3 separate regions of the Mus musculus genome follow, and regions 1 and 3 are each linked to region 2. Evidence: chromatin contacts called from public promoter capture Hi-C data. All regions are on one chromosome and are shown on one strand. Each heading gives the region's core, a stretch centred on a gene start, on an enhancer-like site or on the middle of the called end of the contact. The rest is flanking DNA. Distances are from core to core; before and after follow the strand shown.

Region 1 (3,112 bases), core at 343-2,842, 310 kb after region 2:
AAGCTAATGTAACCAGTAAATGTCAGTATACATACAAATGCAAAGAGAAAAGAGTTTGACATGAATTAGCCTGTTACAGCTTCAGAGTACATCTGTACTCCAGCAGTTCATCTATAGCAACTATATGGCTTGATGGCTGTATTTTGCTTTTTTTGACACAGGATGTCACAATGCAACCCAGAATGTCTGAGAATTCATGGTTCTTCAGCCTCCTGAGTGATGGGACTGTGGGTGTGCACCACCATGTCCAGCTTTGGTAATTTCTGATAAGTTAAAAAAAATTATACAAATAATGCAATAGTTTCAGAAAATTATTGCAAATAATTTTCTGCCTCCTTGAGTCTAAACATAAGCACCCTTTCCTTTAATCTGACACTCAATTGTCTGACTTCAACCTTTGCATTTTCTACAAATTTAACATACACAGAATGATATAATATCTAGATTTTTTTGTATAATTTCCTTTTGGTGTGTTCATCTAGTTTTTTCATCTATCAATAGCCAGTTCATTCCTTTATTTTTTAAAAGAGAGATTTTAGATTTATTTATTTTATGTATATGAGTATATTGTTGCTGTCTTTAGACACACCAGAAGAGGGCATCATGACCATTACAGCCACCTGCTGTGGTGCCTTCACTCTGGCACATGGTGGCTGCATGTGTGTATAACATGTGAGCTGGTGCCTTTGTGTGCTCATGTATGGAAGTCAGAAGATGGCTTCTAGGGGTAGATTCTCCCTTTTATCATGGGTTCCAGAGACCAAACTTAGGTGCTCAGGCATGGACAGCTTTTCTACCCATTGAGCTACCTCATCAACCCACTCCTTGTTACAAAATAAAAAAACTTAACGGCATTTTCCTAAGTGCTTGGCTTTAAGAGTTTTCCCGTATATTCTAGAAAGATCCATTCCTTATCAGATCCATTCCAGAATTTGTCGAGGCTCTTGTTCTGCGGCAACTGTGGCAAGGGTCAAAACTGCACTTGCCCTTCAGTCTCATACCATGGGCCTAAGAGCTGGGGACGGGAGCTAGGCTAGGAGATCAGTACAGCTGCAGCGTGCCACCCTCAGACAGGGAGAGCAGCTAGCTGGGAGAGAGAAGGGTGTACTCTTGTCCACTCAACACAACAGCTAAGTCTCCTCCTGCCGGTGGCTTTGTGGGGCCGCTACACAGGAGGTTAGGCTTCCTGGCATCTTGCCTCCTGCTCTCAGGCTTTGGGTTCAAATTCCAGACCTAATAATTAAAAGACCTGCCAGCAGGGGGCAGCTCATGCCTGCAGGATCTGAGACAGATATCTGTGGGGGAGGGGTGGGATGGGGGCGGAGAAGCAGAGGAAAACAATCCCATTCCCAGCAGGCTTCAACCAGCATGGCCCCTCAAAGAATGGCATCCCCCAGTGGACAGGTGGATATCTGACTGGCTTCCCTTGGGTAGCCCAGGCCTCCTGGCCTTCTTAGGGGACAATTCTTCTTAGTTAAAGTTTACTCACAGGGTCCATCACATCCCCTCCTTGAGCTACTTACTTGAGCTCTGCTTAAAGCCGGTGGCTGAGTGGACGATGACATGCAGGAAGCCGTAGAGTCCAGGAGACTCGTCATCTGTGTAAGAGAACAAAGAGGTTAACCTTCCACCTCACCAGGACGGGAGGGGAGGGTAAGGCTGATCCAGCACTGGGCACAGTAGTATCACTGTCTGAGTATGTGCCCACTGTGGATTCTGCGTATAGAATCTGAGGGTCTAGTTGGCATCAAAGCACAGGCAAAGGAGTGACCAAAACACAGCTCCAAAGCAAGGAGAGGGGTCGGGGTGACATGGGTGTGGGCAGAGGAAGCTTGTCTCTAAGCACAGACCCCTGTGCGGCACTGAATACAAAACCTTGCATGACTCAGTGTGAGCCCACGTTTACATCCACCGTATGCCACAAGCCTTTATGGGGACAAAAGCTATATAGTCAGTCACATCAACTGCCCAGCAATAGCTTCAAGGGGAGAAACTGCTCCAAACAGATCAGCCGGATATCCAGGAGCCCAGCCCTACCTTCTTTGTTGATGGTCAGTGGAATGTGGTGAACCGTCTGAAGTTTTACACATGAGTTGGTCAGCATTTGTAGCTCCACAGATGTCAGAGAGAAACTTTTGAAACCTGAGGAGGCAGAGCAGGTATGGAGACAGGTCAGTTTGGGTTGGCACTCTTGTATAGGAGGATTAGTAGGGCCCCACTTGATGGCTCCCAGTTGAAATGCAGGTCTAGCCCCAGAGCAAGATGAGGCCCTGGAGAGCCCAGGTCTGAGGGCTCCTGAGAGAATTGCCAATACTGCTTACAAACTCATGTTCACAAGCATTAACCTGCCACTGGAGTGCTGGACACGTCGGCCTGGATACATCACCTTGGTAGATCTCCCCAGACAGACATCAAGTAGCTCTGTCCTCTACTCTGCTAAGGTGGGTTTGTGTCTCTCTGTCTGGGTGCACCTCTGAGCAGGGACAGATGCTGCCAAACTGGAAATGGTTTGGATCCCCACGTTAAGCCAAGAATCTCTGAGACACAAGCCCTGGCAGAAGCCCCTTGGTCTCTTCCAGGCCACAGAAACACTGAAAGGAAGGCATAAATGATGAGCCTTAGAGACGAGAGTCCAGGATGGTCAGAGGCATGCAGAGCCCACAGCTGCCTCTGCAGAAACTGAACCCCAACTCCAACTTCAGCAGGAGCTGCCCTCGCACTATGGAACAAGCAGGCCTTTAAAGACACAGTTCTTGGTTAATGGGGAGCAGCTGCAGCCCCAGGCTTTGGGGTGAGATCTACCACTCTATTCCCAACACTGTCCCAGGACCCAAAGAGCAGATAGCAATTCCAGAAAAGGTAAAGTCACCAAGAGGAGGAATTGCCTAGAGAGGGAAGGGGCCATTCCAGTGAGGTCTAAGTGTCTTAGGGTAAGCTAGGCAGAGGACAGTGGACCAACACAGTATGGTTCCTTAGGTGGGTCCAGCCAAAGGCTCTTCCTGCATCACTGCCTCCAGAGGCAGGGCAATGGAGCCCCCAGGGGAGTAGCCGGTGAACAGAGGAGGCCCAAGGAGACTGACTGAAGATTATGCCATAAAGGCCTGGCTGGGAC
Region 2 (3,144 bases), core at 223-2,722:
GGACTTGGTAGCTTGAGAGCATGCACAGAAAAAGCAAAAGCGTCCCTCTCCCCTGTCCTTATACAGGCTTTGGGCAGAAGGTGCGGCCCAGATAAGAGGTGTACCTTCCCACTTTAAAGATCAAGTAAGGCAAAAATCCCTCATAGGCATGTCCCTCCATTTTGGGGTTCTAGTTGATTCTGGGTGTAGACAAGTTGACAACAAAAACTAGCCATCAAAGTCATTTTCTTTTAAAATGGTGCTTGCCTTATCTTATTTTTACCATTTTTTTTTGATAGAAAAGGCAGTATATCTCATTTACATTTCCCATACAGCCTAGCTTCAGGTTCCACGAGAGAGACTCTCTCTCATAGGAAGAAGATGGAGATTGATGAATCAGGGGACACACACACACACACACACACACACACACACTAAAAGACAAGAAAACCGCAGCTGATTAATCCAGCTCTTGAAAGTGCAGTACCAACAGAAATGTTTTGTACTCAATGAACTTCAGAGGATCCTGCAACCATTTCCATTTTGACCAGAGGGAGAGCACATCCTGTGGTCTAACAGAGATGTTCTGGGTGGTGCTAACACTGTGATTGGTCCAAACGCAAGTCTTGATGACTCTGGTTGGCACTAAGAATCAAGGCCCCAATTGGTTCAAAACACAACAAGTCTCAGTGACTGATTGGTACTAAGAGACAAGACTGTGATTGCCAATGGTTCTCAACCTGTGGGTTGTGACCCCTTTGAAGGGTCACACATTAGATATTCTATATGTCAGATATTTACATTATGATTCAGAACAGCAACAAAAATGAACAGTTATGAAGTAGGAATGAAATCATTTTATGGTGGGTGGGGAGGTCACCCCAACACGAGGAACTGTGTTAAAGGTCCGCAGCATCAGGAAGGTTGACAAGCACAGGAAATGAGTGTGTTGATCCAGACACCCCTTCCTAAGCTACAATTAGTCTGCTTAGGCTAGCTCAGTGAGTCAGTAGGGAGATCCTCTTGTGTTACCCCATGACAGGCTTCTCCCCAGAGATCATTTCTTGTCTGTTTTCAGTGGTGTGGGTTGAGCTGGTGACATGGAGAAAGTAGCAACAGAGACAGATGGCTTGTGGCAGAAGAGAGACAGACTTCTGGTGGTGGCAGTCATGTTGCACCCAATCAATCCTGGCCAGCTCCCTGTAGAGTCCTGACTATGGGAGCTGTCATCTGGCCAGATGCCTGACAGCTGAAGAAACAGAGCCACCGTTTTAAAGCAGCCAGCCCAGGGAGAAGAAGGCCAACAGTAAAGAATTGGGAAGAGAAGGCAGAGAAGTGAGACCATGCAAGGGTAAAAAGTCATAAGGAGCCATGGAAGAGAAACTGTAGGCATTTGTCACTGGAAGAGTTCCAGGGAGCTCTTATGTTTCCAGAGCCAACGGTTTCAAAACCCAGACCGACAGCTTGTAATACAAGCCCTAGCCTAGGGCCCAAGGCACAAGAACTGTAACATTAGAGGGAGTCTGCGCTTGCAGTAAGTAGCTCCAGCCTGCTAACTCCCTCTGCTCACTGCTGCCAAACATGAAGGAGAAATGAAATTTGCCTGAGTCCAGCGTTTGAAGAGCTTCCTGCCTCTCCACAATGTTTAACGGGGTGGAGCAAACGACCCCTCTGCCAGCTGATGGCCGATTCCCTAGGAATGTGGGTGGCCTGGTTGGATTAGAGAATGATGCTTTGGGCAAGAAGCTGCTGAGTTGAAAGCTTCTGCCTGTGACTCCCAGTCATCTCTTTATTGTCTGGCTTCCTATGGTATGATTTAACAAATCAGTTAATATACCTTACCTACTGTGAGAGTGTTAATGAATATAGTTAGCTATTGGAAACACAAGGTTTTTGGGGTACCCAGACAGTTCCATGAGAATTTACTTCCCATTGAGAGAGAGGGTCCTATTCTTTAAAATCCCTCTCTTAGGTCCAACTTCTCAATATTCAGGTTAGAGAAGAGTTAATTCCAAGTATCAAGAGATCAACTATGTCTTACCTGCGGCCAACATACTGGCTTATCTGATATTGTGGTTTTATTTATGATGTCTGGAGCAATGCGTAATAGCCACCTCTTCATGTATAAGGACAGCCTCCAAGAGTTTACATACCTCCTAACTATTTTAATGCCTTAATTATTTAGAGATTGAAGCCCTCTCTTTCTTCATGTGGCTCCATAGTATGGATATTCATAAATGATATTTTGAGTCAGTATAAATGACAACTTATTTCTCTTTCAAAGGCTCCAGAGTTTAGAGCTATTGATTTGGTCTCAAGCAAATATATCTACTATCATCTATGTGGAAGGTTGGGTCATTATTGCAAGCCCGTATTTGTCTTCTGAGGTCTGGAAAGCCATTTCCAGATGGTTTGTCGGATCTGATTTGCTGTGGGGATGGGGTTGGGGGTAGGGGGAGACAACATTAAATACTTGCACACAATTCTGAAGTGGGGGTCAGAGACTTGGAGCTTGCAAGCATCAGAGTAGAGGGGATTTAAAGCCATTGCTGTCCAAAGAGTTACGTTGGGATTATCATATTGTATGTTGGGAATATTTGCCTAACCTCCTAGCAGTCAGCCGGTATCTGTCCTTCTGCTCCGTCAGGATTTAAGACATAATATTGTACAAAATATGGTGATTGGTTGCTCAAATATAATATCGTCAGCTCCTTCTAGCAACTCACAACTGGCTACCGATGCCAGGGCACTCATCCTAGAGGGCCACTGGAGGCTCGTGTGATCTAATTATTTTTGAATCATAAGTTATGGGTGAGAGCGTCTCTCCTAGTTGCTTCCAGGAACTCTTGCTCCCCGTGGTTAGTACACACACTGTCTTGATGGCTTTTACAGATCAAGAATGGACATTAATTGATCTTCGAGAGCTTTAGAAGCAGTTTGATGTACCAAAGCAGATTAGACTCTCAAAAGCTGTTCCTAATTAGGGCTTTTGTTAAAAGTCTATAATTGTGTACCCATATTCTGTAATAGTCTACCCTCTACAGCAGTCTTAACTAGCTACTGATGGGTCTTAGGCTTTTGAACACTGGAATTACCTGTTTTCTGTTGGCTTCTAGGCTTGGCTAACCTGCAATTGAACCACTCATTTCTTATGAGTGTGTGCTT
Region 3 (3,051 bases), core at 239-2,738, 430 kb after region 2:
GGGTTACCAGAAGGTGAAGTGTCAGATCTCAGAGTCACTTCTGCTGTCCTGCCTTGCTGCCATGATGGACCATACCCTCAATATGTGAGCTGAAATAAATCCTTCTCCCCTCAATTTGCCTTTTGTCTGGTTTTTCGTCATACTAACAAAAAAACTGTCTCATGTGCCCAATGGGTGACCTCTCTCCTAGTGACCTTTGACCCGACTAAGAACAAGGGAAACTACAATGCTTTGAATACTTGCTCCCCCGATGGTGGAAGCGTCAGACTGTGGGAGGGGCCAAGTCACTGAGGGGAAGTCCTTAGAAATAGCTATCCTCTCTCCTCTCCTCTCCTCTCCTCTCCTCTCCTCTCCATCCCTGGTTCATAGTTCATATTTTCCCACTGCCATAGTCTGCCAAGCACCGGTGGGTCAGACCTCCTGAAATTCCAAGCCAAACTAAAAGCTTTTCTCACGTAAGTTGCTTCTCCCAGGCATTCTCTCACGTCGAGGAAAGAGTAACTAATACATTTGGTAATGTGTGAATTGCAGAAAAAATGCTTTTAAATTGTAACTCTTAACTCAAGCCCATAAGTCATTCATTTTGCATTTATCAAACGCTTCTTGGCATATGCTTGGTACAGAGAGGCAGTAAATGAAACAGACACAGGCAAGGTCTTGCTATGTTAAGGGGGTTAGGCGGCTCTTACTGAGTTGTGTCTATGGGGGATGTCAGACAGATGTCTTGTTACATTCTGTGTGTGTTTGAGTTTGTGCAAGGTCTTAGGGTGTGTGTGTGTGCGCGTGCACGCATGTGCGCACATGCAGGTTTATGTAAAGTCTCCATATGGCGTATGTGTATATGTTAGGGAAGTTAGTCAGGGCTTGCTATATCATGTGTAGTACACTAGGCAGGGTTTTGGTATGTTGTATGTATATGGGAGGGGGGTTAGGTGGGGCCCTCCTATGTGTATGGAGAGTGTAATGGGGTCTTGCTATATTGTCTGTGTCTACCTCCCATGTAGCCGGTAATAAAGGCATGCACCACCACCCAGACTCGGTGAGGAGACAGTCTTTGGGGAGCCAAAGGAGATGTTAGGCAGGTGGTGTTGGGGGCCTAGAAAACCACTTCAGCCAGTATGTACTGGGTGGATCAGCTTGCAGAAATATGGGCCCTGACCGGGCAGTTCTGGGGTCAGGTCTACGTGACTCGGAGAGAGCAACTGAATTTCCTTGAGATTCTTAGCCTTGAACTGTATAAAGTTACTCCTTCACCCGGATGGCCCAAAGCATGCAAAGGTCACAGGAAATCTGTACCACTAAGGAGACTTGTCTTTGTTCTTCATAGTAACATTGTAAAATTATGTTGTTTTTCCCTTCTTCACTGGGCTTAGCCTTAGTCTTTTTGCGCCTGCGCCTTGGCTCCCCAGAGTATTGACCGAGAAGCTGCAGACGCTGGCAGTCTCCTAGCAACCAGGTCGCCTGGTAATGGGCCAAGCGCTCTGGCTGGCAGACACCAGGAGACTTCACGCACTGAGGCAAGTGAGGCAGCTGTGAGGTGGGTGCCTGGCACAGGGCATAGGGGGCTTCCTGACCCACCCAGTTCCATTCACACGGGGCTGGTGCCCTCACAGCCTGGGTCTCGCCTTTCCTGCTGGTAGCAGGATTCCTGTAGTGTGTGCCATTTATAGGAGGGCAGCCCATGTCCCAGAGACTAAGATCCCCTGGAGTGAACCCCATTTTAGAGATGGCTGTTACCTTCCCAGTCTGGGGCTTTTCCTCCTTGTCTTGGCTGGTGGCCTGCCTTGGTTTTTTGTTTTGTTTTCTTTTTTTTTTTTTTTTGTTGGTTTTTTTTTTTTTGTTGTTGTTGTTGTTGTTGTTGTTGTTTTTTAACTTCAGAGTTTGAGTCCTGCCAGGTTCTGCAATAGTGATCAGGATAATAACCACAATCAATATATTCTAAGTTCTGTCCAGCCAGGCTCATGGGTATCAGTTATATGGCTGTGCTGGAAGGGCAGAAAGGAAATACCTAACTCTTCAGCTGCAGAGATGATGCATATAGAAGAGGGAGTGACTTGTCAAGGATAGCCCGTGGACCTGGACTATATCCCAGTCTTAACCCTGAAGCCACATTGCCTATGGTTGTTCAAAGAGTGTATGTGTGGGGGACAAGAAATCCTTCTTTAACCCTTCTTGCAAAAGTGTTCTAAGCATGTCCCCAACAGGAAGGAACAGGGCATCTATTTGATAGTTTCTAGCTTTACCAACTCCCTAGCCAAAAATCTATTTCCTTACATGGACAGCTCTTTTTAAGCAGTTTAGTATCTATCTAACTGGCAGTCACAAATTATTGCTGTCACCAGCTAAGCAGGAGCATCAAAGGAGAACACATGTTGGTTTTTACTTGGCTGGCCTATCCCCCCCCCCCCCGCAACCCCCCCTCGTCTTTGGTACTGTGACTAAGGAACCAATCTACCAAGTATCCCAAGCATTTTCTTCTGTCATTGGGCCACACCCGTGCCGTGACCTTGAGAAATCTGGTCAGCCCCTGTTTGCTCATCAGTAAATCCAGATGAAAGTATCCACCCTGTTTGTCTTCACAGACAGTTTTGAGGCTGAGATGGATAAGCTTCTACCTGATAATAGTAATAATGACAGTTTTTCTTCTGTGTGTGTTTGTTGTTGTTGTTCTTTTATTAGCAGTTTCTACAGAGGTTCATTTTCAAAGCCCTTTGGCAGGTGTGAAAAGATGGCTCATGCCCGCATCTCCATGTATATGCCTCCTGACATCGACCCCACAAAAGCCGCCATTGCTTATGGCTGCCGGGCCTTGAGCAAGCTTAATGAGGAGCTACAGTCAAGGGATCTCCTGACAAGGCAGAAAGCCCTAGTGGCTCTGTGTGACCTCATGCACGATCCTGAGTATGTCTACGAGGCCATCAACATAGGTGAGAGCATCCCACACCCGGTAACCATGGCTGGGGGCGGGGGGGGAGGGAGGGGCTGATGTAGTTCAGACATCAGATGGCATCAGGAGTAAGAGCTGCTACTTATTAAGCTGGATTTCAGGCC

Evidence for each region. Promoter capture Hi-C pulls out the DNA fragments that hold promoters and counts their contacts. Capture Hi-C pulls out chosen DNA fragments and counts their contacts.
Region 1: a contact with region 2 is called in a promoter capture Hi-C map of adipose tissue. The contact joins two enhancer-like sites.
Region 3: a contact with region 2 is called in a promoter capture Hi-C map of the HPC-7 cell line, with 2.1 times the contacts expected there. The contact joins the promoter of Rsph14 here to the enhancer-like site in region 2. A contact is called at or near these places in 7 of 39 promoter capture datasets (the C10 cell line, the HPC-7 cell line, cranial neural crest and 3 more), 3 of 115 datasets of contacts at active chromatin or transcription factors (astrocytes, double positive thymocytes and pancreatic cancer cells) and 3 of 9 other capture datasets (adipose tissue, embryonic stem cells and liver).

What each region holds. Positions count from the first base shown.
Region 1 is chr10:75,158,816-75,161,927 of GRCm38.p6, reverse strand. It overlaps Bcr (BCR activator of RhoGEF and GTPase), which reads right to left. Exons shown (of 23, transcript NM_001081412.2): 13 at 2,038-2,142; 14 at 1,524-1,598. Among named protein-coding and RNA genes, the nearest start is that of Specc1l, 52 kb to the left of the region's middle. Within about 2 kb of position 1,592, at least 7 of the 459 cell types and tissues checked have an H3K27ac peak or open chromatin away from gene starts, as enhancers often do. A contact at or near this core is called in adipose tissue, where this site is marked.
Region 2 is chr10:75,464,224-75,467,367 of GRCm38.p6, reverse strand. No RefSeq gene overlaps it. Among named protein-coding and RNA genes, the nearest start is that of 4933407G14Rik, 16 kb to the right of the region's middle. Within about 2 kb of position 1,472, at least 55 of the 459 cell types and tissues checked have an H3K27ac peak or open chromatin away from gene starts, as enhancers often do. A contact at or near this core is called in adipose tissue, where this site is marked.
Region 3 is chr10:75,030,990-75,034,040 of GRCm38.p6, reverse strand. It overlaps Rsph14 (radial spoke head homolog 14 (Chlamydomonas)), which reads left to right and starts at 1,488. Exons shown (of 7, transcript NM_001163535.1): 1 at 1,488-1,537; 2 at 2,683-2,927. The coding sequence starts at 2,729. The region is part of intron 3 of Gm40692 (a long non-coding RNA gene); the gene reads right to left.